7 separate regions of the Mus musculus genome follow, and regions 1, 2, 3, 4, 5 and 7 are each linked to region 6. The links are chromatin contacts, called in public HiCAR-type, HiChIP or PLAC-seq and promoter capture Hi-C maps. All regions are on one chromosome and are shown on one strand. The core of a region is the stretch at or near the end of the contact, and the rest is flanking DNA. Distances in the headings are between cores, read along the strand shown.

Region 1 (3,392 bases), core at 200-2,699, 1.3 Mb after region 6:
GCAAAGAGAAGTATGTTGCTTACTACCCAAAATTATCACTCACGGGAAGCACTATTTATAGGTTAAGTGCAAGCGCCTGATTATCTCTTGTTTTATAATTCACTTTTCCTAAAGTATTAAATTTAGATTACTGATCACATTAGCAAGCTCTTGGCTTAAATGTGCCTTTAATTCCTCCACAGAATTCTGTATGACTTAACCATCTCTTCAATTGTCTTACTGTTTACTGCATATAATTTCTCTAATATTAGAACATACCATTTTAGTCAGAAATGGGGCAATGCCTGCCAAAAATATTCTTGCTACTGTGTAGTAACTAAAAATCGAGAATGTTTATCACATTAAGTTATTCAAATGAGTTCATTTAGCTCTTTTCAGTTAGTTAATATCTTTCCATCAAAGGCCTACAATAGTGGAACAGGCACAGCCGGCCACTCTTCAGATCCTCAAGTTTGATCCGGTCACAAATCTGTTCATTGAAAAATTTTCAATATGGCAGAGCACAAAATAATTCCCACAAATGCAATTCGGATATCATGCAGATTGCTGAAGGATGTGAATCACTGGCCTTTGGCACCAAACTCTGGGACTCAGAGGCTGGTCACGCTGCAAGGCGTTTGCTTGTTTCTTTCAAAGTTCAGATGCATCACCTTTCTCCTTAGGGTAATAAACTATAATTGCTAACATACTGTGTAATGTTTACTGTTAAATTTGCAATCTGGACAAACAGAAAATTCCACCGACAGAGCCTAGAAACAACTGCAGTGTGTTGTCACCCACGGCACCTTCATCAGAGGCTGGCGAGAGCCAGCACTCTCTGCGGTTTAAATTTCTCTTTAGAGTGAGGGTCTTTTCTGCAGAAGATTAAGACGCCTCCGGTGACCTTCCTAACACAGACCTTGAGAGAGCGCCCGCGGGAAGAGGGCTGTGGATTTCAGCAAGGGACTTGACAGCTCCACTGAGTCCCTAACACTTGGTTTTCCGGAAACAAAAAAGGTGACTGCACCTGCATGAATACCCCCCTTCTCCCCGCCCCTCCTGGAAACTTAAATGACATTCTCCCTGAGGGTCTGGACAGCCTGAAGCTCGCATGTATGTACCCTCCCTGGTCTTAGTGCCCATTGGAAACCACCCACCCACCCACCCATGAATGGAGCGTGGAGTCGCAGCGGGGCGGAAGGGGACCAGGGCAGGCTGGCACCTTGTCCCCCACGGCGCCGCATTCTGTTCCCGGCACGTGGAATGCTCTCCCGCAGGTGGCACCCCACGAGTGGACCCCCGCGACCCAGATCCCGCACCCCACCCCACGTACCTTTTATCCAGGCAGGCGATCCACTCGGCCGAGGACTGAGAGTGTGCAGCGTGCGCAGCGACCATGTTGGGCAGCAGCGCGCGGTGGCCCCGGGCCGCGGCCACCTCCCGCGCGCCTCCCGGCGGGCTCCCGCGGCCTGCGGGGCGGGGACCGAGGGGCGGGCCAGGCGCGAGGCCCGCGCTGCACTGCGGCGCCCGCGTGGGAGCCCAGCCGCCCCGCCCGCCCGCCAGGAGCGGCGACCCCACGACACCTGCGGCAGGTGCCCCGCTCCGCCAGGCCCGCGTCTACCCTCACCTCGGGGGAGGGAAGAAGGGGGAGTTCTGCTGCGATGCCACCCGGTTGCGCGTGGGGAGGGGATGTCAGACTCTATATATTTTTCGTACAGCAAATGCCACTAAAATGGCTGCTGCCTCTCCGTTTCCTTAGAAACCCATTAGTCCTCCTCGGTGGCTGTCAAAACTTGCTAGCTGATCCCAGCTCACCTTTACAGTCTGCTGTTTAAATTGGGATGAGAGAGGGCAGGGCTGGGAAGGCTTGCGATGAGGTGGGGGTGGGGGACATCATGGTCTCTTGATGTGGACCCCAAAGGATAAATGATTCGGAAGGTTGAGGGGCGTTGGGGGCTGGGAAAAACAGAGACAGTCTGAAGCAAAGGACCCAGGAGACCAGAGGATTAAAAGGGGGTGCAAACTGAAGTCACTGGCCTTGAACCTCAGACTTACTTGGACTCCATGTCCCAACCACGACAAAAAGAAGCAATTAAGAATGGGATATCCCTGAGACCCATGCAGAACTAAGGTTTCAGGCCTGGAAGCCAAGTTCCTGGGCACTCCATGAACTTGGGTGGTTAGCCTCTACTCTCCCACAGCCTTCCTCTTCCCAGGTTCAGTGCGGAGGGTGGCCACAGCTGCCTGTCTTCCTGTAGGTGTTCACTGTAAGTGTTATGCCTAGAAGTCGTTCAGTTATACCCTGCCAAAAAATAAAAAAATAAAAAGAAATAAATTTACATGGACCGTTGTTCAGGAATTTGGGGACAAGTTAAATCTGTTGGACTCCTATCAAGCGCTGTTTCGATATTTGTGACATACACTTAGGAATAGGCATGGGTGGAACGGAACAGGGCTTTATCCTCGATCATTTGCTACTGTCCCTACACACACCGCCCATTTAGGGCCGATGCAGGGAGACTGGGGAGCAGGAAACAGCCTGTGCCTTCTGGGATGCTTTGATTCTCTTACAACAACCTTGACCTTAAATCTCTCCAGAAAAATTTTCCATTTCCCCATGTTCAATAGACAGGATCTGGTTTCAGACCCACAACCAAGTGTTTTCAGCAGAAACTCCCTGTTCTGGGCTTGTCCCTCAGCTGAGTTTCATTCCGTTAATCTCTATTATTTACCATAAATATCTCTTAACATATTATACCACATAAAGACTTCCAAAGGTGTCATCTTATATGGTGTGAAGGAGACATGTCTTCTAAATATTTTTTGTTTATAAAGGTATCTGAGCTATTGGGACATTTCAAGGTTACTGAACGCTTGCTCCAAATGCCTCAGAGAATACTTAGAGGTGAGGAGCCAGAGGAATAAAAGACAATATATCACCTGTCATCATTCTCATTTAGTCTGGGGGTCAGTCTGAGAGGCAGGGACAGAGGGACGAGAAGACTCCACAAGGGACACTAAAGAAAAATGGAACAAAATAGTGCAAATTCTATTTTGAGGGAGACTATTAACTAGCAAAGGAGGACACTTAGGGGCTGCTTGTCATGGATAAGGTCTCCAAAAGTCCTCCACATATGCAAAGCATTTTAAGATCTGTCTCATAAAGTGCAAGGCCTTTGTTTGTTTTGTGGGAGCACTGACTTACCTCTAAGGACAAGCAGAATTATTTAACTACTACCTAGAAGGAGCACCAACAACGATTAGATTAGCTCGTTCAGAGCATGTGAGCCTCCATGCACGGCTGGAGGTAGGCGTCAGTGAGTCACCAGGACAGGGAGGACCACAAAGGACCCAGGGTCCAGAGCCACCTCCCTTCCCTTGAACCAGAGCTGGGTGAATTCAAAGTGGTGGTT
Region 2 (3,499 bases), core at 223-2,722, 1.5 Mb after region 6:
AAAAGGGAGTTTTCTCCAGTTTAAAATAATTCTGGCCTCTCCTTTCCCCTTGGCTGCACTCTGTTCTCTCCGGTCTGCTGGTCCTGGAAGGACCTGGGTTCAACTCAAGACCTGGGCGGGGAGGAGGACCTTTTGTTGTGGGAATGAGCATGGATCAAGAATTTAACCCCACTGCGACTGGGCGACTAAGCTCCAGAAAATCTTCCCCAATCAAAGAACTGGGTCATGTGGGAGCCAACACTGTTTAAAAGGCAGAGCCAGTCGCTTTCTCCTGGAAGAAACACTTGGGAGGATGACTGTCACTTCCGAACCTTCTTTTCTAAGTCCCTCCTAGAAGGGGCACTTTGCTCTAACTCCTCCGTGAGGCCCACCCAGCACTGGGGCCGGAGGATCCTTGAGTGCTGCTGATCTATCAGGGAGCTGGGAGGGGGAGCTAGCACACCGACTCGAAGAAGCCTGTTTTCACAGCTGAGCTAGTCCTGAGGAACAGGTGCTTTTTAAGAAGCATGTTAAAGTATCTCCTGCAGGAGAGCCCACTCTGCAGGGAAAGTCATACGGGACAGCGAAAAGTGGCTTCCCAACTTCCACGCGGCGCGCGAACGAGGGAGGGGACCGGACGGTCGGAGAGTTGGAGAAAGGCCTGCATTTCCCTGGAAGACTTCCCGCAACCCTGTGTCCCATCACTGTCCCTAGTGCACACGTGAAGCTCAGCAAAGCGTGCCACCTGCCGGGGTCCCTGCAAACTAAGCCCGAAGTGGAGAACCGCGGAAAGCACTTCAGGGGAGGGGGAAAGTCAAGTATCCCGGGGCCGGGCCCGGGGTTTGTCCCTTCGGCTCTCCTCACTCCCGGGAGGCGCCGTGTGCAGGGCGCGGCGGGCCCGGATCTCTCAAGTCTTGGGCCGAAGAAGTGCGAGCGGGCAGGGCAGGGCAGGGCAGGGCAAGGTAGGGAAGGCCAGGGCAGAGCAGAGCCGAGCTGGGCTAGCCCACGGATAGGCTCTGGGCACGCGGGACGGGCGGCAGCAGGGCGCGCCCTCGTTCTCCCTGGCGCAGCGCGGCGCCCCGGTGGGGATGGGAAGAGTCGGGGAACTCACAGCCGCTTGTCCTCCGGCTGCAACTGCCAGTGCATGGCGAGCGAGAAGCCGAAGAGGCTCCCGGGATCCCCCGATTTCCGGATCACGTTGTCCTCGCGGGTGTCCAGGTTGAAGGCTGTACCCAGCCGGGCTAGAAGCCCCGCGGACAGGTAGAGCAGGCACAACTGGCCCGCGACCGCCATGGGCGCGCGCGGTGGGAGGGACCCGCGGAGCTGCTGCGGCCTCTGTGCGCGCGGGCTCGGGGCCGGGGCCGGGCTGCCTGGCGCGCCGCTGCGGCCACTTGGCCTCGGTCGCCCCTGCGCGCGGCCCCACCCCCGGCCGGCTCACGCTCACTGTGCGGCCGCTCCCCCACGCCCGCAGCTAGCTGCTGCTCAATGAGCCCGTTGTTCTCTGGAGACTCTCAAGCGTTTTATCGAGTGACCGGGACTCCGGCCCCGCCCCGCCCCGCCCCGCCCCTCCCGAGGCCCCGCCCGCCACACGCACCTTCCCTGCCGGCCCCGCCCCGCAGCGGCGCACCCGCCGCAGCCCTCCCACCTTCCCGCCACCTGCCCGGAAGCGTCCCGGAGCTTGGCAAGACTAGCCAGGCTTTTTTTCTACCTGTCACTGAACTGCGGGCCTCATAGGGCTGACTTGCAAAGACATCCGTTCTCCAAGGGTTCAAGACGCGCCTAAGTATGCCCAGCTCTTGGGGTTGGCTTGATGTTGCATACTCGCTGGCTCCCCAGGGACCCAAACGTCGAAAACGTTGCTGTGCTACTTAAAAACACACTGTTTCATTCAGGCCTAGGAAGCGGGCTTCTCTGTGCTGATGAGTTTTGGTTTTTTTTTTAAAAAAAAAAAAAAGAAAGAAAGAAAAGAAAAGAAAAGAAAAGAAAAGAAAAGAAAAGAAAAGAAAAAAGTCAACTCAGATTTTTGTGGGAAGATCTCTAGGTAGGGAACACTGAGTCCTTCTATCTTGGGCCCTGGAGTTTAGCTATTGTCCCCTTTTCTTACCCTAAGTTTCCTAGTCTAGTTAGAACTGCATAGATAGAGACAGCTAGAGGTCCGTGTGGGTGGCTTGAAGGCTTGAGTCTCGCGGGCATAGGGTGGGGCTTTCCAGCGAGGTGTTGGCTTTTGAGGCATGTTTATTTTAGGATAGAAAAACTTGCTTCAGGGACGCTCAGAACTTGGTTGAGAACAAACAATATACATTTTAGTGAACCATTTTTTATTATCCTCTGACATTTAGATTAGCATGTTTTCTCTTATGAATGTAGACAGTAAACCACAAAGGCAGGAGACTGTACCAACAACCCAATTATCAGTAGAAAATACTGTTTTATCCAGAAAAGTTGGTTGTTGCAGATGTTTCAAATTACAGTTGTTATTAGGTAGCTACTCTGCTAGATCTCGATGTATGTCAATAAAGAAGCAATTTATTACTATAGAAAAAAATGTTAACATTTTGACATATGTTAATATAATCGATTTTCTTCTTAAAAACATGTATGTTGTGCATAGGGTCTTGGTTTTCAGTAACTTACTGAACGGGCCTTGTTCTACCCTGTCTCCTATCGATGTAATTTAATATTTTAACCAAAAGCCACCTGAGGAGAAAAGAGTTTGTTTTATCTTACATTTCCAGATAATAGAACTCAGGACGGGAACCTGGAGCAGAGACCATGGATAAAAACTGCTTAGTGGTGTGCTCCCTCTAGTTGTGTTGAGCCAACTCTCTATACAAGTCAGGACCAACTGCCCAGAGCTGGGTAACAATCACAGTGGGCTGTACACTCCTGATGCTGGAAAGGGCCTTTCCATGGAACCTAACAGGCATGCATAGGAAATAGAAGCAGGGTGCAGTCCCAAGGGAGACCCAAAGCGTCCTTCTACATCTGTACCAAGAGAACAGCTGGAGCTACTCAGAGAAGCTATGTGAATATCACGTGTGGTCTTCACAGGTGGCAGCAGCTGCCAGAGTGAGTCCCCAGCAGATGTGCCACTTCCCAAACAACTAGTAATCTCACATCTTGCCCTGGGTGAGGTATAATGGATCTAAATGCACACGAGATCTTGAAGATCACACGGTTTGAACAAGCGCTTCTGAAGGACATTGAGAAACTGTTAGAAATGACTGTCTAGTGAGGTAGAAAATATCAGCAGTGTGATTTTTAGTGGGTGTCACTCACAACCGTTTTCTTCTTTCATGTATGGCAACCACTATCCCTGAAAGACAGGTCCAATTGATGATGGTTGGACATAAGGAACCTCAAGGTCATTGTTACCTTCTTGATTTCAATCCTCAAGTTGACATTTAAACATTTAATCGCAAGGTAGTTCTCAGCCAGGAGCCAGTGATGTAGCTGCCATGTTGCTGAAATACTTCTGAACTGGTTAAGAAAGCTGTGCTGAACAGCCAAACCCTGCGCA
Region 3 (3,883 bases), core at 496-2,995, 1.3 Mb after region 6:
CGTGTCAAGTTGGCATACAATTATTCCACACAGTCCCTGTCCACATGTATACCTCAGTCTGCATGTACCAGTTTCTAAACCTGCCTGAGTCTTTGCCACACAAAACTACAGCCATCTTAGATGCTGGGACCAAACCAAAGGATGCCAACCAGCCTGTGGTGACAGGCACCAAACAAGAGGCAAAGGAGGTCCACACAGAGACAAGAGTCAGGCAGAGCTGATGTGGAAGGGGCCTGAACCTTGGCAGATCTAGATTACACTGCCTCCATGGCTTTGGCTCCTCTCAGACCTCTGTGAAATGGTCACAATGCCTTTAACAAGATCAGCAGCTGGAGAGATGGCTCAACAGTTAAGAGCACTGGCTGAGTTCCTGAGTTCAGTTCCCAGCAAGCACATGGTGGTTCATGACCATCTATAAAGGGACCTCATGATCTCTTCTGGCATGCAGGTGTACATGCAGATAGATCACTTGTATACATTAAATAAATAAATAAATGTTTAAAAAAGATTAATAGCAGAACACATCTTAAACATTTCTGTATTGGGGGGGAAAGCTACCGTGATACATATACCATAGCATGCCCGACGAGGTCATTGTGAGAAATTATAAGAGTTGGTTCTCTTTTTCTAGCGTGTGGGCTTCAGGACTTGAACTGAAGTCACCAGGCTTGGTGGCAGTCACCTTTACTGGCTGAGTCAGCTTGCCAGAATTAAATAGATAAAAAATAATACAATATAATTCCTAACTCAGTCACATCGCCACGCATGTATAGGTTTTCTACACTTCTAAAAAGCAAATTATATTTTTGCCTTTATTTAAACAACAGAGAACCTCTATAGTCGTGTTGTATTAAGCTTCATCTAATGATGGCTTTCAACACTTAAATTCCAAGTTTCTCTGTCCCCCAGTCTGGATGTCAAGTGGTTTGAATGATCTGCAAAACACTTGAGCTCTCTGGGGGAGCTTGTATTCAAAGAAACCCTCCTGACAATCCTGCTGTAAATCAAAGAATCCTTTTGTACTGCGACTAATCACCTCTTAATTTATCTGCTTTGTGCATCTGCATTGTGGCGTTCTCACATCTTAAAGCAGACATTCTCGCCAGAGCTGTCTCACATGTGTTCATACGGACACTGTGAAGTGGTCACGGTGGTAAGAAGGCCAGGGTTACATGTCACAATGTACGATCATGGTCCACTGAAACCTGGCCTGCGCAGATGATCTGGGGACATGAGCTGTGTCTGTGATGAACTCATGGAAAATGAAAAATTATCCTGTGATTCTGAAGAGTTATCAGACCTGTTAGCTATTCAGAATTTATTCATTTCTGTGTCATTGAGTCAAGAGTTAACAATCTTATTTGTGTTAGGTTATCTTTACGTGTATAGGTAGACTCAGAAGCATAAGTTCTTTAAAAGCTGATGTTTTTACAGGGTTCATTTCCAGCCTATACTTGCCACTAGGTTTCAAAGCTCTTGCATTTTGCTTCCTGAGCTTGAATTTGCTCCTGGAATTTATTGAGTTCTCTAAGCGTTTTTAAGTAATCAAATCAAATGGAACCCAATTTCAGAGTCTGTCAAGGCATCCAACTGCACGTGTGTCAAAAGGATTTACTGCCAAGCAGGAAGGCAAGATACTTCTAAGTCAAATGTGTTTTCTGGCAAGCGGCAACGGCAAGGCCGGTTCCTTTCAGAGCGTGTCCCTGGAATCGGCTTGTCGGGCAGCCGATGGACATCAGGCAAGCTCGCTGGGGCTGGCTTGCAGAGCACGGCCTGGCACGGGCATTTCTAACCAGTGCAGAGCTGAACTGGCCAGCACTGTGTCACCCGGACAAAGAATACTCAACAACAAAACTACATGTAGGGTGAGTTGTGCAGAATGCCAAGTCAACTAAATATCCATTCCTAATGAATAGCTCAGCCCCAGCCAGAGCTCCGGCGGGAGTCAGCAGTGACACCATCTGCAACCAGCTTGCCACCTTTTACGTTTTCTGGGCTTCGTAAAACTGTTCAGAAATGTGTTCAAGTAGTGTCTCCCAAAAATGGTGATGTCACTGAAAGGAAAGCGAACAGAGTGTGTGGCCAAGTGAAAGAATCAGGGAGAGGAAGCGGGGGAGAGGGAGGGAGGGAGGGAAGGAAACACACAGAGGGGGGGGAGCGAAAGAGGGAGAGAGGGAGGGAAGGAGGGTGGGGAGAAAGGGAGAGAGAGCTGTACTTCAAATTTAATAATCAAAACTGCAATGAACAAAGGCATCTGTGTTGTAAAAGCAAAGGCAGGGATGACTAAAGGTTTTCTATTTGACCTTAGAGAGAAAAACAGCAAGAGGTCTTTTTTTCAAAACCAGAGTAAAAATTGCCAGATAATGGCACAATGACAGATGAGGGGGTGGAATGAAGTGGAGACCAAGGCCAAGTGCAGCCCAGAATCTCTGCTCCAGTGAAATGGCTGAACAAAATTTAAACTCCTGCAGTTTCAAAATACTGGGCTGCAGTTCCTGGTTTTCATGTTCTAACACTGCCCTCTTGTGACCATTGCTAGCATTGCAGGTATGGGAGCCAACAGCTCTCCAGTCTAGGCAATCAACTTTTTATTAGTTAGCAGAAAACACCGGGACCCTGCTCATTCAAAGCTTTGTACTAAGTGCTTTATATACAGCGAGTAGGACCCACTAGCCTCAGTTCATAGCGTATCTAACTGTGCATAGCCATACCCAACCCAGCTGCTGGGTTTGTATCAAATAAAGATAACAGTGAGTGTTACAGGCTTTAGTGACATCATAAAGCACCATTCTCTATTTTGAAACATGAAAGTCAGTCAGTCTTTAGGAATTGATATGATTGGAGATTTCCCTTAGTTTAGGTGTTTCCAGAATTGCTAAAAAAGCATACATGTTTCTAGGATTTAAATATTTGTTATACCATAAATTCTCCTCACCTATAAAATCTGCAGGGAAAAGCAAGGCCTTGTGTACACACACACACACACACACACACACACACACACACACAGAGAGAGAGAGAGAGAGAGAGAGTTGAGTGCTGTTGTCTAATATAGTAGGTATATATGCCTACTTTAAGGTTTACTATCATCATCATAATCACCACCACCATCATCATCACTATTGCTATTATTTGTGTGTATTGTTTTGAGGGTAAGATGTCCCTGGAGATGCAGACAAAGTGTCACTGGGGAACTGGAGAGACTACTCCTAAACAAGATGCCTGTTGCCAAGCAGAAACCTACATGAACATGTCATGTCGGACACCATTAGACATGGATGCTGCCTGTAGGCACACCCCCTTGTTGGCTGGTCAAAGTTCTGTAAGATAGCAAAAAGAAGGGCCAAGGCCAGAAGGCTGTCTGAGAAGCTGGGAGACATGTCTCTGATGTGAGTGCACATTGCAGCGAGCTTGGTGGTGAGGAAAAATAAGCATGGAATAAAAACACGAAGATAGGCGTGAGGGTTTGCAGGTCTCTAAAAGCTCCAGGGCACAAGGAGTTGCGGCTCTGCATTTCCCAGGATGCTGAGGACAAACACGGTTGTTACAAAGTAGCAATGCGGGAACTGGGAACAAGAGCATCAGGTCTTGGGGAAGGTCTCTTGGTGGGAGGTGCTCCTGCTATCCAGAGGCTTACTCTCTCCCAGTCAGGTTGCTCTGGAAGCCTTCAGCTTGGGGGGTCTTAGCTGCCCAGAAATCAAGGCCACATAAGCAGGATGTGGCTCTGGGGTCCATCAGAAGTAGGAAGAATGTAACTGCTTGAGAAATGAGCTATGCAGATCTCAATGGGATTTTGTGTCATTTGGAGACAGAGGTATGTGCGTTTCTGAGTTTGAGGCCAGCCTTGTCTTCTATACAGTAAGTCTCGGGCCAAGCAGGGCTA
Region 4 (3,545 bases), core at 391-2,890, 1.9 Mb after region 6:
TTCTTCCTTCTTTGTTCCTTCCTTCCTTCCTTTTTTTCTTTCTTTCTCCTCTTATGGAGCAGGGGAACCCCAAACCAAGGCTTATGGGTGCTAACCACTGAGCTATACTCCCTAGGCACAGTTTTCAGAGATACATAGGCAAAAGAATCTACAAATAAAGTGATATACCTAGGACATCCTTTAAAATAATACCATCGTGGGAGGCACTGTGGCTGGGGTGGAGAAGTGAGTGTCTCTACACACATGATTTGTGAGCAGACAATGTGTATGCAGAGTTTGCCGCTCTGTTGTGTGTTTGAAATTTCTCCTATGAAGAACATTTCAAAGGCTAAAAAAAGAAAATCTAATCTTCACATGAACAAGTTGTATTAAATGTACAAGATCATTCAAGTGATGAGAAGTTCTGGGTACACACAGAATGACCAGAGTCATCTTTGCCAAAAACCTCTAAGATATGTAGCACTATATTTTGAGTGCTTTGGAAAATATGGGCATTTCATAAAAACTGAATATTTTATTTCACAAAGCCGTGAATCGTGTATGTCATTCTCTGTATGTATTATATTAGATACACATATACACACAAATATAACTACACAAATATATGAGTATCTGATTTCACAAAGGGGGGGCTGTATTGAGCTAAACTGGGCTGGTGAGATGGTTCAGTGGGTAAAGCCTGAACCAAGCCTCATGGTCTGAAAAACAGATAATGGGAGAACTCCCACAAGTTCTCCTATGACCCTGTGACCTTTGTATGCACACCTTGGCACCTGTTTGAGCATACACCAGACAAACAAATATATGTAATTTTAATGTCCTACAACTTGCTTTTTCCAAATATTCCAAATAATATATTTTTGTGGACACCATTCCATGTCAACGTCAAACTTTTTTACACACCCTTAGATACACACAAATAAGTTGGTATCTGACTTCACAAAAGGGGATTGTATTAAGTTAAGCTGGACTGGTGAGATGGCTCGGAAGGTATATAATACGTGCTGAGTATTGCTCTGAAAATATTTACCTCCTAAAACCGTTCCTATGTGCCTGGCACTTAAATTGTATCTAAAGTCGTTGGTGTTCCTTTTTTTTTTTTTCGTCCTTCTTGAACCTATTTTTGAGTTCTTGCTAGCAAAGAATCCGAACCTAGTACTAATTCAACAACGATTCGCCGGAAACGCATCTGTTTGGAATGCCCCTGACATCGTTAGCTCTCCTAAGTCATCATGACTGTCATCACCTTTTACAAGTTTCTCAAAAAGGCATGCCAATCCAACAGCTCTAAACCGAGTGTTCCGGCGCATTTCACCGTCGTCGCTGGTAGATACGTCTGCAACACTAACCACACAAGTAAAGAGAGGGAAGAAAACTTCAGGTAACGACCCACAAATCTCAAGAACTAAGCACTCAAGCAACATGGTAAGAAGAGGACAAACGTGTGTCTGTTTCTGCAGCGTGCCAACGTGTATGGTATACGCGGGTCCGACTGAAAGTACGCACGTGCGTACCAAGCCCACGCGCGGACGTGTCTCTGGGCGCGTAGCCCTGGAGCGGTCGTATGCCGATCGCTTACCTCCACGGACGAGCAGGGGGACGCCGATGGGCGCCGCCATGTTGGCTCCGGTCACGTGGCCAAGAGAGCCTCGCAGCTCCGCCCACTGGAGTAGCCGCGCTCTCAAAGCCCAGAAGCGCTGAAGCAGTGGGAGGCGAGTGCGCGCGCGCGCGTGAGCTGGCTTGCAGGAGCCCGGGCTAGCGAGTGCCTCTGGTGTCGAGGCCAGCAGCTCCGTCTGCGGCCAGCTCGCTTCCACCAGGAGAGGCTGGCTCCGGCCGCAGTTCTCTCTCTGAGCTTCCAGACCCATCAGGGATGGAAGAAAGTCGTCATGTAAGTGTAGCCTCCAGTATTTATAGAATCACCATTTTGGTGCATGGATACGTGAAGTTGGGCGAGAGGAAAAAAAAAACAAACAAACAAACACAATTTAGTGTGCAACAAAGCACTTTCATCGCCTTTCATTCGGTTACAAATCATTTCCAGGCAACTAGTTGAAAAAGTTGGATCAGTTTGATCAGCTTCCCTTTGCAATGTTAGAATATTAATTACTCAGCAGAGACTCCAGAATAGAATAGTTGGGACACCTATGTGGCCCTGTGGGTATCTTCACAGGATTTCTCCTTCCCTGATGACACTTCCTGCTTGGCAGTATTAACTGCTGTTATCCCTAAATTAGATATTTAAAGAATGACGCATGTCAGCTTGCATAGCCCCTATGTCAAGGCAAGTGAGGCAGCCGCTGTACCTTCGATGATACTGTTGCCCGATTTCACCAGGTTCTGTGCCTCTTGCCCTTGTTTTGCGGTGGAGTCCAGACGCTCATGGACCAGGTGTTATCCATCTTGGTAGCTTCCTGTGCTCAACACAGACCATGATACCCCAAGATGTGTATGGTGAAAGAACCCAAACTGTAGTGTAGCAGTTTCTGGACTTTGAATGCAGTCGAGATCGATAAGGATTCCTTGTGAATATGTGGATGTCTTCTCATTGATTTTAAAGAATCCACATGCGGGCTGGAGAGATGGCTCGGCGGTTAAGAACACTTAGGACTCTTCCTGAGTTCAATTCCCAGCAACCACATGGTGGCTCACAACCATCTTTAATAGAACCTGATGCCCTCCTCTTGTGTGTCTGAAGATAGCTACACTGTACTACATATATAAAATAAAAAATAAAAGAGTCCACATGCTCAACTGGCACACCTTTAACCTCAGGAGGCAGAGTTCAACTCATCACAAACCTCAAATCGGAGAACACTTAATCCAAGGGTATTCTTTTTGTTTGAGAATATCATACACACATAGAATGTGTTTTTGTCTAATACACTCCCAGCACCACCACGCGCCCCCATCCTTCTCCTCCAACTCCTGCTCATCCCTTCCACCACATTTCCCTTTCAACTTCATGTGCTTTTATTTTAACACACTGAGTCCATCTACTGCCAGTATGCACATGAATGTAGGGCCATCTACTGGAGCACGGGGATCCTTTCAGGGGCAGAAACCCTGGAGAAAACTGACCACCCTCATCCCCTCAGTAGCTCTGTCAATTGTCAGCTATGAATGGGACTTTGTGTCCTTGTCCCAATCTATGTTGAGATCTCGGCTAGCTAGGTCTTGTGCGTGTAGTGACAGCCATTATGAATCCATGTGTGCCTTGGTCCTGTTTCATCCAGAAAACACTTCCACAGAGGTCACCCTGTACCTCTGGCCCTTAGAATCTTTTCATAGCTCCCCTCTTAGGAGATCATCCCCTGAACCTTGGAGTTAGGGAATGTGTGTGTGTGTGTGTGTGTGTGTGTGTGTGTGTATGTGTGTATGTGTGTGTGTGTGTGTGTGTGTGTGTATGTGTGTATGTGTGTGTGTGTTTGTGTGTGTGTGTGTATGTGTGTGTGTGTGTGTGTGTGTGTGTGTGAGAGAGAGAGAGAGAGAGAGAGAGAGACAGACAGACAGACAGACAGAGAGACAGAGAGAGGGTATAGATAGAG
Region 5 (3,553 bases), core at 695-3,194, 1.4 Mb after region 6:
GTACAACCATGTAGGTACTTGTTATACTTCAGGATGACTAGGATTCAGGTAAGCTGTCTGCAGTAAGGCTCAGGGCCTGTGAAGAGAACTGGGAAAGGCCAATTCTATATACCCCACTGCTGCTGCCTTTAGAAATTCTGACTCCTGCTGGGAAGTAATGGCTGGAATCTTTAATCCCAGAACTTGGGAGACAGAAGAACGAGGAACTCTCTGATTTCAAAGCCAGCCTGATCCACAGAGTGAGTTCCAGGACACCAAAGCTACAGAGAAACCTTGTCTCGAAAAACCAAAAAAAGAAGAAAAAAAAAAAAAAAAAGGAAAAGAAAGAAATCCTGACTCTCGACTTTTGAGTAAATTCTGACCCAAGTCATTGACTAGACACAAATACTAACCACCAGAACAAATACCACCAGAACACAGTCAGTACAGAGGTTTTCAGGCAACAGAAGGCAAAGACCATCAACACAGTATCACCAACCATCAAGTGGAACCAGCTCAGTTGTCTGATTCCTGAGACCATCACCTCCCCCTTCCTCCACTCTTGAATCCAGATGTTTGGCAGAAGAGTTGATAAGTGTCCCTCCCCTGGCAAGCACCTTCACTTGAACTAAAAAAGTCACATTTCAGCAATCCATTTGAAACTAAGTGGACCTCGCAGATGGAACCTTAGCAGAAAACTATCTTGTCAACAGTAGCAGTATTATTAAGGAAAGCATCTTGCCAAAGTTTAATAGCGTATTCATGAACAAGGTGAACATTGCTACACCACAGTACAGGCATTCACAAATAAAAGCAAAACACACACACAAAACGGGGGCCTTTCATAGTCCCTTACTAAAGAAACACAAGGAAAAGCACCTGTCACTTCAAACCACAATTTTAAGATAAAGTACCTACCCCCACCACTAATCTCTCGTGCGTGCTAACCATGTTATAACCTGGCAGCACGACACAGAAGATAACTTTTTCTACTCCAGAACTTTCGGATTTCAATGTTAAGAGTTTATTCTAAGCATTTCCCTTTCCGCCTCATTACTCCTGATGAGAAGCCAAAAGTCAAAGGCCTAATTCTGCAGTTCTGCAATCTGTTACACACAGACAAGACCATGCACTTTACACGTGCTTGAGACTGGCTGCTGTTGAAACGAATTTGCTCTCGGTGAAAACACTGGCGAGGAAAGCACTGGGCCAGTAGTAACTTGTTTTCCAGCCATCACGCCACTCCAAACGATCGCCACTGTGCTGGCACCGATCTCGCCTCTGCAGAACACCACCCTCGAAGCAGTTTGAGCCCTGGCCTTGAACCTGAGCAAGGCATCCCCAAAGACACCAGGTCCCCAAGCGCGCACCTACGCACGTGCGCGGAAGGCTGCAGCCGCGGGCCCCCTGCTTTGTTTTTTTGGGTTTGTAGTTTTTTTTTTTTTTTTAAACACACTATAGTCGCACGTCCCTGTTACGTGCCCGGCCTTCCAGCGCCCGCTCCCTCCGAGGAGGAAGGAAGCACCTAAGACGCAGGGGGGGCGACACGAGGGAGGAGGAGGGGTGCGCCTGGGAGGACGGGGCCCGTGCACAGAGGCCCGACGGCCCAGCGGCCGCCCTCACCGAAGTCCAGGAACTGCTTCATGGAGAGTGGCGACGGCGAGAAGCGCGCATAGAAGTCCACCTGGCCCGGAACGCCAAGCTCCGACGCCGGCCCGGAACCCGAGGCCGAGGCCGAGGCCAGGCTACGGCTGGCGCAGGGGACGGCGCAGAGCGGCCTGACGCTCGTGCCGCCCCGCAGCAGCCTTGCCAGCCTCATACCGAGCCCCGCCGGAGGAGCCGGAGCTCCGGGCGCCAACCTGCGGCTGTATGCCGCTGCCCGGGCGCTACGTGCGGGACGTGGCTGGCCGCGGGGGCGGGGAGCTGCTGTCAGCGCTGCGGCCACCGCCCCCTCGCTGGAACCACGCCCCCGTAGGCGGAGCACGGACAGCACGGAGGAGGGCGAAAGGCTGCGCTAGCCACCGCCCCTGGTTAAAGACACGCCCATGTAGGCGGGGCCCTGGGAGGACGGAGGCGGGGAAAGAAAAAAAAAAAGGGAGCGCTGCTGAGCTTTGTGGGGTGTGGTGCAGCTGAAACCACCCGGAGCGAGTGGCCGCCGTGGGAGCCCGGCTTAAACGATCCAGCTTGCGCTGTGTTGCACCCCTTTGCACCCTTTCGTACTTCCTCCGCCCTCCCAGTCTCAGCGGAAAAGCTCTAGGCTGTGCGAGATCGTTGGCAATGAGCCTGTTCTCATTGCCCTTGGATCATGCAAGCCCTTGATTTGCAGGTGCAGCCGAACAGTGGTACAAGAGTTGAACTTGGGGGTGTGGCTCTAAAGAATTCCACAGCAACGAAAGTCCCGGGAAGAGCGCGTTGAAACACTTTATGCAAGCAATATTGCCACAGTACTTAAAGACTACTCGCTCTTTTTCTGTTAACTCATCTTAGAGTTACAATGTGCCTGCTCCATCTTTTCAATGTATAGAGATAGTGAATGTAGAATTAGAACATATTTAATATCTAACCCCACGAAAATCACGTCTGTCTTCTGAACACTGTAAAGTCCCCATCCAACTACCCTAACATTTGCTGTGTCTTAGGTGCAAGAAAACTATCCTGCCACGTGTGAAGTTTATCAATTATGTAGAATACACACCGAATAACACTTCATAGCTCCATGCTGGTCGCTTTTGGGTTTTGTTTTGGTTTTGTTTATGTTTTATGAGACAGGGTTTCTCTGTATAGCCGTGACTGTCCTGGAACTCGCTCTGTAGACCATGCTGGCCTCGAACCCAGAAATCCACCTGCCTCTGCCTCCCAAGTGCTGGAATTAAAGGCATGCGCCACCACTGCCCCGCTCGCTATTGGGTTTTGAAAAAACACAAATCATGAAGTCTGGGATGTAGCTCATATCCAAAGCCCTGCGTTTCATCCCCAGCACAAGGAAAGAAAAAACAAAAGCAACCCCCCCCACCCCACCCCCCCACATTGTGTTGGCCCAGGTTTATAATTTCAGCGATCTGCAAGTGGAAGCAGCAATGTGGGAGGTGAGAATTCTAAGGTCATCCGAAATCATGCCAGCCTGTTATTCTGACTCCTATCTGAAAACAAAGAAACAAATACCTGCCCACCCTCCCCCAACATACACAGAAAAACAGAAATTAGATCAGAGTCCCTTTAAAGAAAGCTGTTATTCTGTATCCAACAAACTGTGTGTAGCACAAAGCGGGGATATTGTCCGCATGGAAACAAAAGCAAGTGGTTTTGATTCTAGAGAAAGAAAAATTGTTTTTCCTCAAGTATCCAGTAGAAATTGTGGTCTCCTCTTGGGGTTCTTAGTCTCATTTAGAAAAGAGTTTAAGAATAGACTAAAGTGGAAGCTCAAGGATAATTTTATTAAAGTTTAAAAGAAGAAAAAAAAAACCTCCAAGGTAAACAAGCTGTGCATCTCAGCAGCTGCCTGGAGGAGGAGAATGGGGTAAAGAAAGAAAACAAACAAACAAACAAACAAAAAAGCACAAACCAACGAAAAGAC
Region 6 (3,963 bases), core at 740-3,239:
CTGTGTTCCAGGACAGCCAGGGGTAGTGTCTTAAAAAAAAAAAAAAAAAAAAGCCACCTTTCATGTTTTCAGGAAGTTCACATTTGTAACTTAGAAATCCTGACTACAGAACTGACGTACGGATTCTCTTTTCCAGATTCTGTGATCTGGAAAATCTTAAATTCCAGTTTGTAGAACCATTCAAAATCTCCTATTTTTATTTTGCTTCCAGAACAGACATAGTTTTAGTTTACTTCTATTATTTATCTTTTTAAAGGTTTATTTTTACTATTTGTGTGTGTGTGTGTGTGTGTGTTTACACTAAGAATGGGGATGCCCGAGAAAGCTAGAAGTGGGCCTCAAATCCCCTGGAGCTGGAGTTAGAGGTTGTAAGGCTTCGTGCACGGCCACCTTGTGTGTTAGGAACGGAACTCAAGTCTTCAGGGAAAGCACTGAGCTATCTTAACCATTGTTCTCTCTCTCTAACCCAGTTCCCTTCTTTTATAAGAACCAAATCATGCTGGGGGTGGTGGTGCACACCTTTGATCCCAGCACTTGGGAAGCAGAGGCAGATCTCTGAGTTCCAGACCACCCTGGCCTACAGAGTGAGTTCCAGGACACCCAGAGCTACACAGAGAAACCCTGAAAAAAAACAAACAGGAAGAACCAATTCTTAGCATAGTTTTATATGGGAGCATCCTAAATATTTTAAAACAAAATAAAAAATATAAATACAATAAATGTTTTATTGAAAGGAAAGCAAAGCAGGATATGATAGCCCACCTGCAATCTCAGGACTCGGCAGGATGAGCTAGAGTTTAAAGCTAGCCTATGTCTCAAAATGACTCAAGAAACAAGTTCACCATGGAACAAGTAAAGGGTCTTCTCCATCTCAAAGATGGGAAGACGTACCAGTTTTTCTTTTGTGTCGCCCCTCTAAATTTCTTGATCTCCTGCTTACTGTGCTCCAAAGTTAGCTACTCCAACACATAATTTAGGCAGGCTATTAATTCTCCTTTTTTCCAGGCCCGTCAGTATTAAAATAAATAAGTAAATAATTATTAAAACACCACCTAGAAGGTGAAAACCCAGCTTGGTGGTGCATGCCTGTAATTGAAGATTGAGCGTTACGTGGACCGCGCCACGAATAACACAAGATAAAAAAACAAAAAACTGGCACACAGCCAACACCCAAATGAAAGCTGACATCCGTTGTACCTTGGCATTCTTATCCTCACCAGACTAAGTGACTATCCTCAGTGGACTAAGCCTTGCTTACCCGAAACTGGGATGGCGGCAACAGCTAAGAAACCCGCACCCAGGGAGAAAGTCGTTGGCCCTAACATGTTCTCATCATTCACGATGTTTGCTGAGCAAACTTCTGCATGGCTAGAAATAACGGAAGGGAGCTGGGTGTAGTGGCGCAGGCCTTTAATCCCAGGCCTGGGAAGGCAAAGGCAGACGGATCTGTTAGTTCAAGGGCAACCAATGCTACATGGCGAGGTATACATAATGATAATAATAATAATAATAATATTATTATTATTATTATAATTATTATTAAACCTTAACAGTAATTGGAAAGGAAGAGCCTAGGTTCTTGAGCTTCTAACAGTCTATTCCCGTGCTTTTGGTAACACCAATCTTCCGAGGCTCACAAACGTCCTACAGTTGCCGGGAGACAACTTAATCTACATGGGAACTGCGCGGCAAAAGAAAATTTTTTTGCAACTGGAGTCGGCGTTGCCAGAAAGTGCTGGGCTCGAACCTCGAGACCTCGCTTGTTCGGGCTGACCGCGCTCGGATCGAAGCTGACGCAGCAGAGCCCGCCGCCGCTCGCGACCCCGCAGAGAGCGAGCATCGCGCACAGGGGGTTCCCCAAGCTTACCTCTGCTGCGCACGCGCGGACGCCGCCAAAGCCGCGGCAGCCACCAGAAGCGACTGCCGGAAGAGAGCAAGAGGGGCGGTGCCAAGCGTCAAACCACGGAAGTAGTCATCCTCCCGACCTCGGAAGTTCTCGCCCAAACTTGCCTAGCAGTTCCGGTGAAGCTCCGGGAGTTTGTTTACGTTCCGAGAAGACCTAGCGGTTGGCTTCTCCGACTCAGACGCCAAGATGGGGAAGTCATTCGCCAATTTCATGTGTAAGAAGGACTTCCATCCTGCGTCCAAATCCAACATCAAGAAGGTGAGTAAAGGCATCCGGAGAGGGCAGAGATTGCTAAGCTCCCTGGGAGGGTCGTATCCTCCTCACGGCTGGAGTCGTCGATCTTTCCCCCTTGCAGGAATGATCCCCCAAGTCCCGCCTGTCAGTCAGTGGGGAGACCCACGCATGGTTTGATAACACTGTCCGTTCAGGATCCGTCTCCTACAGCCCCAAGCCGGTGAACTCTGCTCTGGGTCGAGACTCCTGCTTAACGGAGATCTTCTGGCAGAAATCCTCCCTCTGCTCACTCTCCATCCCGTAGTGTGTTTCTGATGGCTGCGTTCAAGTTGAGCGTTTTAAACAATCACAGGGCAACCAGTTGCTGGACACAGAAGGGCCGTGGCGAGAATTACAGCGCCAAAGAATGGCGACGGGAGAGTGCTTGGGCTTTGGATTCTTAGTTCAGTACAGTTACATGTAGCCCTGAGGCCTCGCACAAAATAGTCAATGATGTGAGCATTAGCCTCGTACACTGTTGATCAAGAATTATCAGTGTCAGTTGCCCTAGTTTGTAAAAATTTTAGGGAGATTAGATGAGATAGTATGGCCAATGACTAGAAACTCGAAATGAAGGCTTAGCACTGTGTGTTAAGAAAAGTACTCAAGTACTCAAAAGTACACAAACTTATGAGAATATATTTCGCTTTTGTTTCCAAACCAGTTGTGGGTCCTGTATATTACCATACATCTAAAGAATGTATATATTAGCATGCATGTACATTAGGATATCTGTGGAAGAAAGTGCAAGAAATGCTAACACTGGTTATCTGCAAATATAGTTACTTAGGTTTTTAAGTCCCTTGGGAGTGGGGAGGGCTTGCCAGATCTCAGCCTTACTCCTTGACCCCAAAAGTCTTGTTCTGTTTATTTTGTAGTACTCCTAATCCCCACGAGTGTATTTCTTTATGTGTTTCATAGCCTCTATTTGAGGTGGGATCTCCTGCAGTCTAAGCTGGCTTCAAACTTGCTGTCTAGGGAGGATAGCCCTGAACTCCTTGTCCTTCTGCCTCCAACCCCCTGCCCCCACCCCCAACCCCCACCCCCGCATGCTGGGATTACAGGTGGAAGCCACTGCAATCAACTACCACTTCTCCTAGGTCATAAAGTAGTTTATAATATGCAGGAGAAGCATTGTGAGCACTTTGACAATGGAGCTGCATCTTATTTTTAATTCAGTTACTGGAATTGAGTCTTGAGCAGTCGAGACTAATGAAAATAACTGTACAGTCTAAAGCTTGAGATACACGGTAATTTTTCTGTTTTGGTTGGGGTCTTACTGTGTAGTTCTGACTGGTCTGGAATACTTAGTAGTCCTACCTCAGCCTCTTGAGTTCTAGGATTATGGACATGGGCCAACACACTCAGCTAAACACAGTGAAAACAGCTAAAGGGCAGGTGCCATCCTGGAAGAAGCCAGGGAACTCTATCCACAATGCTCAGGTCCAAGACACCCGTCTTCTCTTCTAAGTGCTGTGAGCATCTTTTCATTTCAGTGTATTAGATGTGTTTCATTATAGAAGACAAGTGGGCTGGAGGGCTGTCAAAATTGCTAGTGGCTAAAACACTTGTTGCACAAGTGTAAGGATCAGAGTTTGGATCCACCATCCCTTGGTAATCCTAGCCTTCATGAAAAGAAGACAGGAGTTCCTCTGTGCAAGCTGGTAGCTGGACTAGTAGAATTGTTGACCTCTGGGTCCAGTGAGAGACCCTGCCTCAGTAAATGAAGGGGAGAGTGACTGAAGATCCCGGATCCCACACTCACATACTCGAAAACACACACA
Region 7 (3,404 bases), core at 194-2,693, 1.9 Mb after region 6:
CACAAAACCCATGTCGAGTGCACTAATGATCAGTTTTAAACAAGTCAACCATGTTTCTTTTAAAAAGACTTATCCCCTTGCCTGGTCTCAAAGATATTGAAAAGTGAGCACACGAAGCCTATAACTGGTGGGTGGGAATAAAGGCAATATACTACTACAGGAGACATCATCAGCTTGTTACAAATTTTCTTGTAATAACCCAGGGATAATCAAATATTGCAACATTTAAGTATGATTGAGCCAAGGGTATGATATCTACAATATGTAGGATTGCTATTTAGTTTTATAACTTAAAATGGTCTATGATAATGGTGGCAAAGAAGGTCTTTGCAATAAATAACTACTTATACACATACTTCATATGCATATATGTGTATTTATATCCACACTTTACAAATAGGACCATGTCTAGCACATGGAGGATTTTAGTAAATATTTGGGTGAATATCAATATGAGAACTAATAGGATCTTTTCTCCCCTTCTTTTTTTTTTTTTAACAATTTTTAATTTTATTCACCTTAGTGCTTAGATGAAATGTGGAAAATAGGTGTTGATTATCTTTCTACCTTTAATGAGTTCTGAGGAGCCTCAGACTGAGCTATCACCTCGGATCCGCACCCCTCTTCCCCCTCCACACACCCCCCCCCCCCCGCCTCCCTCCCTTCCCCTTTCTTACTTCTCCTCTATTCCTTTCGTTTTTCTTTTCTTTGAAGACGCGTCTTATGCATCCAGGCTGGCCTCTAACTCTTATGCAGCCGAGGATGACATTCCGATTATCCTGCCTCCATTTCTCAAGCCTGGGGATTACAGTCGGATACTACTTCGCCAAGATAGAGTTTATGTGCTACTGGGCATAGAACCCGGGACTTCCAGCATGTTAGTTAGGCACTCCAGCAACTTAAGCTACTTGCCTGGCCCTCACATATCTTAATGGCAAGCCTCAGTTTTAGAGACATTAATTTAGCTTAAGGCAGGGCTGGGAATTCACAGAGGAATTGTTTCCTGTAGAAGAGAAAGTCAGCATAGCAAGTACCAGCTCCAAGATAAATAAAGTTGTTTTCTATATACATTGTACAAAGAATTTGGGTGGTTAAGAGAGTGAAGCGAATCTATTAATAAACCATTAGGGATATCCCAAGGAATGTTAATTCAGGAGCATATTTCTGAAGTTATGTTTACTTAGGTTTTCCCTTTAAAAAACCTAACTAATCATTTTCCTTATCAATATTTGTCACTGGTTGTCATAAACTCATTATTAATGGGACAAGCTCTCATATGCTTCCAACCTTGCTCAATACAGGCCCCAAGTGTTCCTTTAAGCCCCAAGAGGGAACCGACTTTGGCTGAAGCCGGTGCCCAAAGCCACACCCACTGCCAGGCCTTGGGACTTGGGGCTGGCCCAGAGGAGCCTCTGCTCACACTGCGCGTTGGAATCCGGCGACCGGAGCTCTGGTGTCCCCCGCAAGAGGTGCGACTGCCCCGCCGGCCCGCTGATGGATCAACCAAGGCCACTCGGTGCGCACCACCGACGCGCTCTAGCTCATTTGCATATAGACGGGCGCGGCGCTGCGACAGGAGGGAGCGCGGGCGCGGCCCCGGGCCGTGGCGCGCGCGCGCCCTGACAGCTCGGCCCAGCTCGCTCACTCGCTCGTTCCCGGCTTCCGAGCACAGCATGGCGGTCAAGGTGACTCCAACTCTCTGCTGCTGCTTTTATTGCATAAGAGACGTTCCAAGGGCCCCGAGTGCAGCCCCCCGCCTCTTTCCGTTGCTTTCTTTGCCTGGTTCTTAGCCAGTGCGTCCCGGGGCTCTAGATTGCGGGTGGAGAGCTGTGCTGGGCTTGGACCGGAGCGAAGAGGATGCCCGGCTGGGGGAGGGGAAGGAGGAGGGATCGTGAGTTGGAGGGGCTCCTGAGGACCATGGTCGGGAGGAGGAAAAGAGTAGTGTTTTGTCCTAGGTACATGGGATTGCGAGCACAGAGTTGGAGAGCATCAGAGAGGGACTGAGAGTCAGCGGGCAGGAGAACCGGGGATACCCAGGGCATCCGCGGTGGGGGAGGGGGTGGGTGTTGTCATTTGGGGCCACAATACAGCCCAGGGCACTGGTTGACATTTGCCTGGCAGGTTGTCAGATGTCGAAAGTATCCGTATTGTGGCAGCTCTCAAGGTTTAGGTCAGATGGAGAAAGGGTCGCCAAGATGACGATGTACTGTTTCTGCTTTCCACAAGAAAGGCTGCTAGGCCCGGCTATTAATTTGGCTGTTTTACATCTCCTGTTGCTCCTCTCTTGAGGCTCTCAGGATTTGTAGCTTGGTGGTTGCTACTGTATTGCTAGTAGTTGTGGAATAAAGTAAACGATTACATTGGTTTCCCTTTCCAGTTCACAGGAAGTGCCGTCTGTAATTTGCTCTATCTTGCACTATTCACACCCTTTTCTCCCACCCCTTAGCCGTAGATCTCCGGTTTGACAGGTGTTATCAGCAATTAAGCTTTGGGTTTGTTTTTAGACTAAATGACCTTATGAAAGATAAATGAGTTGTTAGCAGATGTAAACTATAATCTAAAGAGATTATGTGGTTTCTAGCTAAGCATTAACCAGTCATTCCCCCCCCCCCCTCAGGTGCATACAACCAAACGAGGTGATCCTCATGAGCTGAGAAACATATTCCTCCAGGTAAGTGAAAGAATTTTACATCAGGGAAAGAATGGGAAGAACATGATCGTTATTCCTCTTTAAGCTCTCTAACTTTGAGAAATGCTCTTCTCACAAACATGAGTGGAGGATGTCCTTTGTACTTGGTTTGTTTTGGTTTTTTTTTGAGACAGATTTTCCTTGTGTAGCTCTGGCTGTCCTGGAACTTGCTTTGTAGACCAGGCTGTCCTGGAACTCGGAGGATCTACCTGCCTCTGCCTCCTGAGGGCTGCGATTGGCTCTATACCCGGCCGTTTGTACTCTTAGTAAGAACGGATTGGAAAATTTTTCTTTCTATTGGGGATTGATATGAGGTTTTCCTGGAGTTGCTCTTTTTGTTTGCATGACTTAGGATGACTTATAAAATTTTCCTTCTCATAAATGTCTATGACATTTGTTGCACAGATAATTTATGACTATTGTAGTTGCGCTTTCTCCTCCCACTTATTGCAACCATAGATGGGGATGGGGGTAGGGGTTGGTACAACATGTTTGCTTTAGATTCTTTTGTAAGGAGGCTGGTAAGATGACTCAGTGGATAAAGGTGCTTTACCCAGAACCCATATAAATATCGAAGGAGAGAACTAACTATATAAAGTTGTCCTCTGACTTTCATATATCTGTGCATATGCACCAGTGCTCACACATCTGCTCCTTATAATAATAAATTATTTTTTAAAAAGGGGTGGGGAGAGATGGCTCTGCAGTTAAGAGC

The links. Promoter capture Hi-C pulls out the DNA fragments that hold promoters and counts their contacts. HiCAR-type assays count read pairs that join an accessible place to other places. HiChIP or PLAC-seq counts read pairs in DNA pulled down with a chosen protein or histone mark.
Region 1: a promoter capture Hi-C map of embryonic stem cells shows a contact between it and region 6, with 4 times the contacts expected there. The contact joins the promoter of Rapgef4 here to the promoter of Cir1 in region 6. A contact is called at or near these places in 3 of 39 promoter capture datasets (embryonic stem cells, hippocampal neurons and stem cell-derived epiblast-like cells) and 2 of 115 datasets of contacts at active chromatin or transcription factors (embryonic stem cells and forebrain).
Region 2: a contact with region 6 is called in a promoter capture Hi-C map of pre-B cells, with 7 times the contacts expected there. The contact joins the promoter of Itga6 here to the promoter of Cir1 in region 6. A contact is called at or near these places in 2 of 39 promoter capture datasets (hippocampal neurons and pre-B cells).
Region 3: a contact with region 6 is called in a promoter capture Hi-C map of neural stem cells. The contact joins the enhancer-like site here to the promoter of Cir1 in region 6. A contact is called at or near these places in 9 of 39 promoter capture datasets (3T3-L1-derived adipocytes, cranial neural crest, embryonic stem cells and 5 more), 9 of 115 datasets of contacts at active chromatin or transcription factors (differentiating embryonic stem cells, double positive thymocytes, embryonic forebrain and 4 more) and 1 of 9 other capture datasets (adipose tissue).
Region 4: an H3K27ac HiChIP or PLAC-seq map of embryonic stem cells shows a contact between it and region 6, with 5 times the contacts expected there. The contact joins the promoter of Metap1d here to the promoter of Cir1 in region 6. A contact is called at or near these places in 2 of 39 promoter capture datasets (hippocampal neurons and liver), 1 of 484 Hi-C or Micro-C datasets (B cells), 1 of 115 datasets of contacts at active chromatin or transcription factors (embryonic stem cells) and 1 of 9 other capture datasets (liver).
Region 5: a contact with region 6 is called in a HiCAR-type map of astrocytes, with 4 times the contacts expected there. The contact joins the promoter of Pdk1 here to the promoter of Cir1 in region 6. A contact is called at or near these places in 5 of 39 promoter capture datasets (the C10 cell line, hippocampal neurons, liver and 2 more), 4 of 115 datasets of contacts at active chromatin or transcription factors (astrocytes, cardiomyocytes, embryonic stem cells and 1 more) and 3 of 9 other capture datasets (adipose tissue, liver and pancreatic islet).
Region 7: a contact with region 6 is called in a promoter capture Hi-C map of pre-B cells, with 2.4 times the contacts expected there. The contact joins the promoter of Slc25a12 here to the promoter of Cir1 in region 6. A contact is called at or near these places in 3 of 39 promoter capture datasets (hippocampal neurons, liver and pre-B cells).

The regions. Positions count from the first base shown.
Region 1 is chr2:71,979,272-71,982,663 of GRCm38.p6, reverse strand. Rapgef4 (Rap guanine nucleotide exchange factor (GEF) 4) reads right to left here and starts at 1,449. Exons shown (of 31, transcript NM_001204165.1): 1 at 1,313-1,449. The coding sequence starts at 1,377.
Region 2 is chr2:71,784,912-71,788,410 of GRCm38.p6, reverse strand. It overlaps Itga6 (integrin alpha 6), which reads right to left and starts at 1,472. Exons shown (of 26, transcript NM_008397.4): 1 at 1,091-1,472. The coding sequence starts at 1,272.
Region 3 is chr2:72,036,998-72,040,880 of GRCm38.p6, reverse strand. The region is part of intron 3 of Rapgef4 (Rap guanine nucleotide exchange factor (GEF) 4); the gene reads right to left. Among named protein-coding and RNA genes, the nearest start is that of Gm29940, 16 kb to the left of the region's middle. Within about 2 kb of position 1,745, at least 83 of the 459 cell types and tissues checked have an H3K27ac peak or open chromatin away from gene starts, as enhancers often do. A contact at or near this core is called in adipose tissue, neural stem cells and stem cell-derived neural progenitor cells, where this site is marked.
Region 4 is chr2:71,451,433-71,454,977 of GRCm38.p6, reverse strand. It overlaps Metap1d (methionyl aminopeptidase type 1D (mitochondrial)), which reads right to left and starts at 1,640. Exons shown (of 10, transcript NM_025633.3): 1 at 1,580-1,640. The coding sequence starts at 1,619.
Region 5 is chr2:71,871,615-71,875,167 of GRCm38.p6, reverse strand. It overlaps Pdk1 (pyruvate dehydrogenase kinase, isoenzyme 1), which reads right to left and starts at 1,944. Exons shown (of 11, transcript NM_172665.5): 1 at 1,603-1,944. The coding sequence starts at 1,798.
Region 6 is chr2:73,310,618-73,314,580 of GRCm38.p6, reverse strand. Cir1 (corepressor interacting with RBPJ, 1) reads left to right here and starts at 1,989. Exons shown (of 10, transcript NM_025854.3): 1 at 1,989-2,164. The coding sequence starts at 2,093. Scrn3 (secernin 3) reads right to left here and starts at 1,929. Exons shown (of 8, transcript NM_029022.1): 1 at 1,868-1,929.
Region 7 is chr2:71,365,794-71,369,197 of GRCm38.p6, reverse strand. It overlaps Slc25a12 (solute carrier family 25 (mitochondrial carrier, Aralar), member 12), which reads left to right and starts at 1,443. Exons shown (of 18, transcript NM_172436.4): 1 at 1,443-1,685; 2 at 2,618-2,671. The coding sequence starts at 1,674.